Linked DNA regions of Sus scrofa: regions 2 and 3 are each linked to region 1. The links are chromatin contacts, called in public HiChIP or PLAC-seq maps. All regions are on one chromosome and are shown on one strand. The core of a region is the stretch at or near the end of the contact, and the rest is flanking DNA. Distances in the headings are between cores, read along the strand shown. Region 1 overlaps MTPN (myotrophin). Region 2 overlaps SLC13A4 (solute carrier family 13 member 4). Region 3 overlaps LOC106506763 (a long non-coding RNA gene).

Evidence for each region. HiChIP or PLAC-seq counts read pairs in DNA pulled down with a chosen protein or histone mark.
Region 2: an H3K27ac HiChIP or PLAC-seq map of alveolar macrophages shows a contact between it and region 1. The contact joins two enhancer-like sites. A contact is called at or near these places in 1 of 47 Hi-C or Micro-C datasets (liver) and 2 of 2 datasets of contacts at active chromatin or transcription factors (alveolar macrophages and skeletal muscle).
Region 3: an H3K27ac HiChIP or PLAC-seq map of alveolar macrophages shows a contact between it and region 1. The contact joins two enhancer-like sites. A contact is called at or near these places in 5 of 47 Hi-C or Micro-C datasets (adipocytes, heart right ventricle, liver and 1 more) and 1 of 2 datasets of contacts at active chromatin or transcription factors (alveolar macrophages).

Annotation. Positions count from the first base shown.
Region 1 is chr18:13,340,741-13,344,015 of Sscrofa11.1, forward strand. The region is part of intron 1 of MTPN (myotrophin); the gene reads left to right. Among named protein-coding and RNA genes, the nearest start is that of MTPN, 12 kb to the left of the region's middle. Within about 2 kb of position 1,956, at least 1 of the 83 cell types and tissues checked has an H3K27ac peak or open chromatin away from gene starts, as enhancers often do. A contact at or near this core is called in alveolar macrophages, where this site is marked.
Region 2 is chr18:13,597,912-13,601,202 of Sscrofa11.1, forward strand. It overlaps SLC13A4 (solute carrier family 13 member 4), which reads left to right. Exons shown (of 16, transcript XM_003134643.4): 2 at 2,641-2,769. LOC106506763 (a long non-coding RNA gene) reads right to left here. Exons shown (of 11, transcript XR_001302304.2): 7 at 328-3,291. Among named protein-coding and RNA genes, the nearest start is that of SLC13A4, 5.8 kb to the left of the region's middle. Within about 2 kb of position 1,885, at least 8 of the 83 cell types and tissues checked have an H3K27ac peak or open chromatin away from gene starts, as enhancers often do. A contact at or near this core is called in alveolar macrophages, where this site is marked.
Region 3 is chr18:13,660,688-13,664,265 of Sscrofa11.1, forward strand. The region is part of intron 1 of LOC106506763 (a long non-coding RNA gene); the gene reads right to left. Among named protein-coding and RNA genes, the nearest start is that of SLC13A4, 69 kb to the left of the region's middle. Within about 2 kb of position 1,959, at least 8 of the 83 cell types and tissues checked have an H3K27ac peak or open chromatin away from gene starts, as enhancers often do. A contact at or near this core is called in alveolar macrophages, where this site is marked.

The DNA.
Region 1 (3,275 bases), core at 706-3,205:
TGTACTAGTTCTTACCTTTATTGGAGTATTCTTTTTTGCCCCACCCCATCCGATTGGTAAATTTCTGCTTATTTTTAAAGTTTTTGTTCAGCAAAGCATTTTCCCTGACTGTGCAGAGTTAATACCTTGTTTATGCCAACGTGGTCTCTAATACAGAGCTTTCTTATTGTATCTGCATGAAGTTTCCTAAACCTGAGAGCTATGTGCTCCTGATTTGACCGGCAAGTCCTTAGACTTGAATTTGAAAAACTGAGTGGCTTAAGAAGCTCAAGTCTTATTCTGTGCAATATGTCTTTAAATTTTAAATGTTAAAGAAAAGTTTTACCTTAATGACTGGTTAAAAAAAGAAAGGTGAATGTATGGGAGTGTATCATTTGTTACTATTTAGGTACTTGAATAGTGCCTCTAAAATTGAGAACTGAGTCTGCCCTCTGAAAATATTTCTGCAGATTTTGATTTAAGACACAGTGTTTGTAGATGGGGCATTTGCTTTCTTGGAGGTGGGACTTCCCAGCCTTTGAAGCCCCTACCTGTGTTTGAGGAATTCTCTGCTGTATGTAGTATGATTCTTGGTGAAATGCAGGGCTTGACTCCCACTACACAAAAGCCAAAAAGCACAAATAAATTGCTTTCCCCTGACCAAACTTAGGAAATGGGCTCATACTCCAAACATGGCTAATTGGATGCTTTTATCTGGAGCTGAAACTCAGAACAGTAAATGATGTAGTGCAGCAATAAATCATCCAGTTTCCAAAAAGAGAATTAGTGGTGTGCCCATGGTGGCATCTCTTCTATGCCCAGGTGGTTCATGTCACAGGTTTTGATTTTATTTCTTGCCTTTAAGCCTCCTTGGTTCCTGCCCATCTACTGAGTGTTGTTCTTCAAACTTAATAGCAATTCTGAGAGCTACTTTTAATAACTGTTTAGTGCATTACATTTCTGTTGATCAGTTTGAATTGGTTTCTGTTGCTTGCAGTTAAGAACCCCCATATTAATTTATACCTGCCTGTCTCCCTTGGACTATGAATTTTTTGAGATTAGAAATTACCTTCGTATTCCCAGTGTTTATCACATTGTCTCTTATAGTTCAATTTGAATTGAGTTGGTATCTAGGAACTAGCCCTTTTTTTGTTATTTTCAAAGTTGTTTTATCATGTACATCTTTGAAACAGATGTTCTTAGTATAAATGATGTTCCTTCATTTCCTCACTTAAAAATGGCTCACAGTTTTCAAACTCTTTGTTTTAAAATCAGTGAATTGTCCTTTTTCACACTACTGCAGTAGTTGTGATACAGTAATAGTGACAGCAATTGTATAAATATAAAACCAACTTAAACTTGTAACCTCTCAGAGCCATCATTTTAGAATTTTAATTAAGAATTTTTAAGATCTGGCGTTGCTGTGAGCTGTGGTGTAGGTTGCAGACGTGGCTCAGATCCCATGTTGCTGTGGCTCTGGCGTAGGCCGGACGCTACAGCTCCGATTCGACCCCTAGCCTGGGAACCTCCATGTGCCGCAGGAGCGGCCCAAGAAATAACAAAAAGACAAAAAAAAAAAAAGAATTTTTAAATTCTTAATTTCATTGCAGTATTATTTACAGTAGCCAAGATATGGAAGCAACTTAAGTGTCCATGAATAGGTGAAAGGATAAAGAAGATGTGGTATGTTTATACACAGTGGAATATTACTTAGCCATAAAAGAGAATGAAATCGTGCCATTTGCTACGTGGGAGGGTATGCTAATAAGTAAAATAAGTCAGAGAAAGACAAATACTGTATGATTCCACCTATATGTGGAATCTGAAAGACCAAAATAATTGAACAAACGAAACCGATACAGATGTATAGATACTGAGAACAAACAGGTGGTTGCCAAAGGGAAGGATGATGGGAGGGATGAGTGAAGTAAGAGACTAAGAGTTACAAACTTCCAGTTACAAAATAAATGAGTCACAGGAATGAAATGTACAGTGTGGGGAGTATCATCAGTAATATTGTAATAACTTTGTATGGTGACAGTTGGTAACTAGATTTATTGTGATCATTTTGAAATCTATAGAAATGTCAAATCACTGTGTTATCCATCTGGAACTAACATAGTGGTGTAGGTCATTTTACTTCAGTTAAAAAAATAGGATTGCATATATGAAAAGTGCTTTGAACACAGGCATGTAAAAATATTATTATACACTGAGGAAAACAGTAAAATCTAAATAAGTCTTAATATTCCCTTTACTTGGATATTTAAATGTGTATTAATAATTGCCTTAAAATGACATTTAATCTTAATATAACTTAAATTGTTTAAAAAAAATTTTTTAGACCGCACAGTCTCAGTAAAAGTCTCATTTCCTTGTGAAAAGTAAGAATCATCATTGTTCTTTCATTGGTATTAGTGGATTATTAAAACCTATACTTAATGTTGCATTACTTGTGACAATAAAAACATGTGGACCATTGAACAAATAAAACTGAAAGTTTTCTAGCCTCAAACTAAGTCCCTAGAAAAAAGCCTTATTGTTATTTTAAAGCCCTCTGAAGAAGAAGGATTATACTTTTGTTCTGGTACACCCGAGTTTGACTCCCATTCCTGCCACTTAATAACTTTGACCAAGCTATTTGATTTTATCAGACCACAGCTTTCTCACCTGAAAATAGGGATTATAATAATACCCATATGTTTTAATCCAGAAATTTTATCCAGAAATTTTACCCAGGTTTTAAAAGAGTTAATGTAAAATTTAACAAAGCGCTGTCTAACATGGTCCTATAGAGTAAATATTTGCTATTAGTGTTATTTTTATATAGATCCTTTCATAAGAGGAGGCTTAGGACATCAAGGCGCCCCTATCACTTAGGCTTTATAAGCTATACAGTCTCTCTAACAACTGTTCATCTCTGCTATTGTTCAAAAGCAGCCATAGATGATAGATAAACAATTGAGCACATCACTGTTCCAATAAAACTTTAATTACCAAAATAGGCAGCAGGCTGGGTTTGGCCCATGGGTCATAGTTTGCTCACTCCAGCATAACACTGAAGTTAGAAAACTAGGTTGTCTTAAGAAGTTAAATTTCATTTCTTTCCCTTCAAGTGTTTGAGATCTAATACAATTAAAATACATGACTAAATATAAAATGTAGTGTGGGGATCAGCAGTTCCAAAAATATGATCTTTTTGGTTAAAAGATATTGAACTCTAAGGAAAAAATAAGGCATGGAAAGCCATGGGTAGATAGGGGAAGAGGAGGAGAGGATGAATGAAATTCCCTAGA
Region 2 (3,291 bases), core at 635-3,134, 260 kb after region 1:
CCGTCTGGGGAAATGCCACTTTGAATTCACTCCTTTATTTGTAAACGGGAGCAAAAAAGAAGAAATGACAACATTATCCCTTCAAGGCCTGAATACACACCAGCCCCACACACCTGCAGACCAGTGGCAGTGATAAGGGGCCGGGGGTCTCCAGAAGATTTTCTCCAGTAGATAACAGAGACCTGGTAGCCAGCAGACGGGCCCAGCGCAGTTCAGGCAGCTTTGACTGAGCTCTCTGCCAGACCCCAGCCAGACGCGGGGGGGACAGCATCCCTGCAATCAAACTTCACAGAATATCCTGAGTTATGTGAATATAAGCTTACCTACCGAATTTTGAGAAGGTTGAAAAGGAGCAAAAGGGAGTTCCCATTGTAGTGCAGTGGAAATGGATCCAACTAGTATCCATGAGGATGCGAGTTTGATCCCTGGCCTTGCTCAGTGGGTTAAGGATCCAGCGTTGCCATGAGCTGTGGTGTAGGTCGTAGACGCATCCCTCAGGTATGGCCCTAGAAAAAACAAAACAAAACAAAGTTTACCCTGACTTAACCCAAATTCTCCTAATTCAAACCAAAATGGTGCACAGTAGCAGGAAATCGTTCCCTTTCTCTCCCTCTCCCTCTCTCCCTCTCCCTCTCCCTCTCTCTTGCCCCACTCCCCTCCCTCCACTCCTGGACCTGTGATGCCCAAGCCAAGAAAGGCTGAAGGCTCTCAGGAAGGCACAGGACTTCTCAATGAGGGAAAGACATTCTATCTCATTTTGTTCAACTGGAATCAAGACTCCCACCCCCCACCCCTGTTCTGTCTCTTTCCCAGGAAGGAGATGGGGAAAAGTGAGCTCAAGTGGGCTAAGTGCTTAGGGCTTCTTTAGGTATTTTTATTTCTGCGATAAAGGGAACATTTCTCTAAATTGCATTCTTTTCCAAATGGAGGCTTTTTATTTCCCCCACACACACCCCCCACTATTGCTTCTGTTGTCTTATCAGCACTTCCAAAAGTTTTAACTTCTCTCTGATCTTTTGGCCCCAGAGGAAATCTCAGTGGGAGCCACAGTCAACAATTGTTGGGCCCAGTTCCCATTTCTCAACCCCCAACCCCATAATCCATGCATATCAGGAGGGAGCAAGGTCCCATCCTGCCAGGCTGGGTTAATCCCTCCTGACGCCCCTCACTGATCTCGGTGACCTTTTGAAACTTTTGTCTAAGAGTCTGAGGACGCGTGTTCCGAACCCAAGGGAGAGATAAACAGAACTAGATCTGTCAGGTTCCTTGATCACCAGCCAGCCTCCAGGCAGGTCAGACCTGAGCCCAGATGGTTTAGAAGTAGGTATAAAGGGAGGAATCCACAGGCAGCTTGGATCTTCTGCACAGCGGCCCTCCAGAATCCAGTGTTCAAGCCCTTTGGACAGTGACCTCTCCCGAGAGTAAGCCAGTGACCCTTCTCATCAGTGCTAATCAGCACCATTCCAGATGCTGATTAACGGTTAACCAGCATTACTGGGGGATAAGGTTAAGGACTGATTTTTTTTAAAAGAATGTTGTACTTATTTATTGTGTGCACCCCAATGTTACACAACCAGCAAAGGGAAGACTCTGGGGAAGGTCCAGGACTTCCCTTCCAGGTGGATGGTGCTCTTTACTCCCTTTGTCAGAAAGATGTTCCCATGTGCATCGAGCACGTGGGGTGAAGTCCTAGACACTGGTTAGGGCGCTGGTTTTCAACCACCGATAATCCCTCCCCTCCCCACCCCCGGACATTTAGCAAAGTCTAGAAACAGTGTTAGTTGTCACAATTGGGGAGGTACTACTGACATCTAGTGGGTAGAAGCCAGGGGTGCTGCTAAACATTTCATAATGCACAGCACAGCACACACACACACACACACACAGAGAATGATCCAGCCCCAAATGAGCCAATTTCAGAACCCATATGTCAACCAATTACACAATTTTTTTTTTTTTTTGTATTTTCAGGGCCACACCCACAGCATAGGGAGGTTCCCAGGCTAGGGGTCGAATCAGAGCTGCAGCTGCTGGCCTACACCATAGCCACAGCAGTGCCGGATCCAAGCCACATCTGCATTCTACACCACAGCTCATGAGAACACCAGATCCTTAATCCACTGAGCGAGGCCAGGGATCGAACCCACATCCTCATGGATACTAGTCGGGTTCATTAATGGCTGAGCCATGACAGGAGCTGCCAATTACACAATTTAATCCCTACCTTTAGCTATCCTAAGAACCTAGTGTCTAATCAACTTGAAACCAAAATATTCTATTTCGACCAAGTCAAAGCTGTGATCATCGCCTGTATAGTACATGATCTTGGGTCTGGACATTGCAATTAATTTCAGTCCCTGCCCTGCTCAGTTTCAGGAACCAGTGGGGCAATGATAGCGTAACAGTCCTGTGGCCACCCTGTTGCAAACCAATGCAAACCACGTGCCAGGCATCAATCCACCCAAGGAGCTGCCATAACTTCACCCACCAAACTCCTCTGCCTAATACAGCTTTGCACCTTCCAGGACTGTGACCCAGTGCCCATGTCTGAGTCCAGGTACCTCTGCCCTGGGTCTCCTTTGGATTCTCAGGGGCAGTGGCTGTTCCTGTGACTAACTGCCCACTTTCTTCCCCTTCCAGGAGGCTGCGTGTGCTTATGTGTTGATCGTGACTGCTGTGTACTGGGTGTCCGAGGCGGTGCCTCTTGGAGCTGCAGCCCTGGTGCCTGCCTTCCTCTACCCGTTCTTCGGAGTCCTCCGATCCAACGAGGTTAGACCACTCGTGGCCAGCCCCCTGCTCGGTCCCTGCTGGGCCGGTGAAGGGAGATTTCACAAAGCACTGGAGGAGGGGCTTCTCTCACCCTCCGAACCACTCCTTAACATTAAGCCTTGGTGCCTGCTCTGCTGGATCCTGAGCTCCTTTCCATCCATCCATGACTCTCCTCTCCCTCAAACTGCCTCTTTCATGAAGCCTTTTAATTAACCACATCCAATTGTTCCTTCAGCCTGAAACCCTTTAGCAACCGTATGACGGGGCACAGTCAGCAAGACTGCTGTTAATCGTTCTCAGTCTTCTGATTGTCCACTTAGACAATAAGCACAAAAGGGCAGGAATCAGGCCTCCTGGGTCTTTGGAATCTCATGGTAAACGTTGAGCCCATGTTGAGTAGGTGCTCGATAAATGCTTGTGGCCAGAGAGACAGACCGTGTTTCCCCAAGTCCTGACAAGGTCTTCGTTGACTTTGTCTAAAAAACATTTCTGTCCCTTCTTCTCCCATTCGAGATGATCTCT
Region 3 (3,578 bases), core at 709-3,208, 320 kb after region 1:
GGAAATATTTTTACAAGTGTATAATGGGAAAAGACTCTCTTAAAAAAAAAAAGAGTAGCTGGGAAGGCAAAAAGGAGGATAAAGGGGAAACCATGCGGGAAGGTATGAAGGCAAGATTATGGAGGAGTTCCCATCCTAGTGCAGCGGAAACAAATCCGACTAAGAACCATGAGGTTGCAGGTTCAATCCCTGGCCTCACTCAGTGGGTTAAGGATCCGACGTTGCCATGAGCTGTGGAGTAGGTCACAGACACAGCTCGGATCAGGTGTTGCTCTGGCTGTGGCGTAGGCCGGCGGCTACAGCTCCGATTAGACCCCTAGCAGGGAACCTCCGTATGCCGTGGGTACAGCTCTAAAAAGACTAAATAAATAAATAAATAATATAAAACAGAGGATATATGCTGACAGGCAGTGGGAAAGGAAAATGAGGCCAGATCACCAAAGCTTGAAAATCAAGTAAAAGTGGTTACAATCTGATGTGGAAGGACACAGGGACCACTGACAGTTTCTAAGCGTGAACAAAGCAATTAACCTGAATGATTACTATGGCAGCTGCAAGAGGCAAGAGAAACAAGGGTGTCAAGGAAAACATACTAACTAGAGGCAACAACCTTGCTATTCCACAGCTCATCAGACTACAATGAGCATGCTATGTTTAAAAAAAAATTCAAAAACTAGAATATTCTTACAAGGGTGATAGGCATGAACCTGGAATCATAAAGAATGGGTGGAAGAAGTAGGGATGTGTAGCCTGTAAAAGATAAGAATGGTGGGGATGGCTGACAGGCATATGAAAAAAATGCTCAACGCCATTAATTTTTAGAGAAATGCAAATCAAAACTACAATGAGGTACCACCTCACACCAGTCAGAATGGCCACCATTAAGAAGTCTACAAATAACAAATGCTGGTGAGGGTGTGGGGAAAAGGTACCCTCCTTCACTGCTGGTGGGAATGTAAATTCGTACAACCACAATGGAAAACAGTCTGAAGGCACCTCAGAAAACTAAATATAGAACTCCTGTATGATTCAGCAATCCCAGTGCTGCGTACATATCCAGACAAAACTTTCACTGAAAAAGATACATGCACCCGCATGTTCATCACAGCATTATTCACAACAGCCAAGACATGGAAACAACCTAAATAGCCAATAACAGATGAATGGATTAAGAAGATGTGGTACATGGATACATACAATGGAAAATTACTCAGCCATAAAAAAAGACAAACTAATGCTATCTGCAGCATGGGTGGAACTAGAGATTCTCATACTAAGTCAGAAAGAGAAAGACAAATACCATAGGATATCACTTATTTGTGGAATCTAAAATATGGAAGAGATGATTATATCTAAAAAAACCGAAATAGATCATAGCCAAGGAGAGCAGACTTGGGGTTCCGGGGCGGGGGGGGAGTAGGATGGATGGGCATTTGGGGGGTTTTTTTGGATACAAACTGGTATATTTGGAATGGATGGGCAATGGGGCTCTATTGTGCACAGCACAGGGAAACGTGTGTGATTGGGTCACTTCGCTGTAAACAGAACTTGAAGAAACACTGTAAATCAACTATATCTTAATAATAATAATAAAGAAATGAGGCAAAGACCAGTTAAGTAACTTGCCCAAAAATACACAGCAGGTAAATATATGTGCCAGACACATAGCAGGTAAATGATGTGGCGCATGAAGGAGAGAAATAAATCAAAGATTATGTCAACATTTCAAATTTGAGAAAGCCAGGGCCGAGAAAGAAAGAAGCTAGGTGTATGGTGCAGGGTAGAGAAAGAAGAGGTAATGGGTCCCTCCGTGTTGGGTCTAAGACAGACAGAAGACAGGAGACGTTCGGTAGGCAGCTGATGACAGAGAACTGCAAGCAGAGAAAGGACTCACTGCAGTTTTGAAAGCTGTCAGCAAAGAGGTGAAGGTGGCAGCATGCCAGGGAACACACCCCCTAAGGGAGCTAGAGAGAAGAGCAGAGAGTCAAGGACTGAGTCTTGAGAAACACCCAGAAACCAAATGAAGGGATATGCAGCCCGTACAAACTGGAGTGATGAGATAGGGCCACTTCCCAACTGGTGCACCAAGATACTGCTCCCCTGAGCTTTGGAGCAGCCAGCACCTAGGGCTGGGCACTTGCACTCTACACAGGTTCTTCCATAAAAATAAGTCTACATGTGTTATAATATGAAAGAATGTTGGAAAGTACTTAGATGCAGGATCCAAGAGCCAAGGGAGAAGGGACTAAAGAGGAGGTGATTAAGAGGACCAAGCGCTGCTACGCTGAGAGGTAAGAAAAGCAATGCCATTAGCTCAGGAACAGTACAACAAACAGTTACACAAGCCCCAAGCAGTGCCCATCATAGCTGGTTTCCCTTTAAAAGCTGCACATGTGTCCTTACAACATCTGTGGCTAAACCATGCTGCAACTAAGGAAGTCACTGCAATAAAAGGAAAGGGGAAAGAGGCATTAGGACCACAGGAATAAGTTTCGATATAGGGATAATGGGCAAGTATTTTAATCCAAGGAGAGATGAACAATGAAGAGAATATATAAGCAGCACTACCAGGTGCAGTGTTTTCAAAGAGTGTTCCAAGAAATGACAACTGTAGGAAACACCCTGGAGGGTTCCCAACGGGTGGTGACAGTGCACCCTCCGAGACATGTAACTTGTGACTATCCCATTACGTTCCTTCTGAGGAAAACTAGTCCCATTCCTAAGAAGAAACTAAATCAGAGTTCAACTAATTATCTTGCAAAAGAGAAAGTGAAAAATACCTAAAAACTTATTGTCACTGTTTTAAGTTCTTTAATGTATTATCTCATTTTTAATCCTCACAATAAAACCATGAAGTAGGCTCCCATTTTCGGATGTGGAAACTGAAGCACAGAGAATTTAAATAACTTGCCCAAGTTCCCACTGCTTAAAAATGATGGTTCAGGACTTTCCGTCAGTGGATCAGTGGTTAATGAACCCAACTAGTATCCATGAGGACGAGGGTTCAATCCCTGGCCTTGCTCAGTGGGTTAAGGATCCGGTGTTTCCGTGAGCTGTGGAGTAGGTCACAGACTGGCTCGGATCCGCACTGCTGTGGCTATGGTGTAGACTGGAAGCTACAGCTCCAATTCGACCCCTAGCCTGGGAACCTCCATGTACCGCAGCCCTAAAAAGACCCAAAACAAAAAAAGATGGTTCAAACCCAGGAGTCTGATTTTTGAGTCTGATCTCATGGCAGCATGGGATCCTTAACCCACTGAGTGAGGCCAGAGATCGAAGCCACAACCTCATGGTTCCTAGTCAGATTCACCACTGAGTCTGATCTCTTAAGCATTAGGACATGATGTCGGGGCACAGGTTAAAAGCTAGATCTATGGCTGAAAGCAAACAGAAAGACTTGCCCAAGTTCACTGAGCTACTGAATCATCTGACAGAGGTAGAATCCAGGCACAGATGCTATCACTTCTTTCAACGAATAGCAGTGAGGAGGTGGGAGAACTTCTGTGTTACTTAAGAGCTAGGAATTTAATGAATAACTCTGATTAAAGCTTCAGCAACTCTCCTTAGATGCTAAGAAT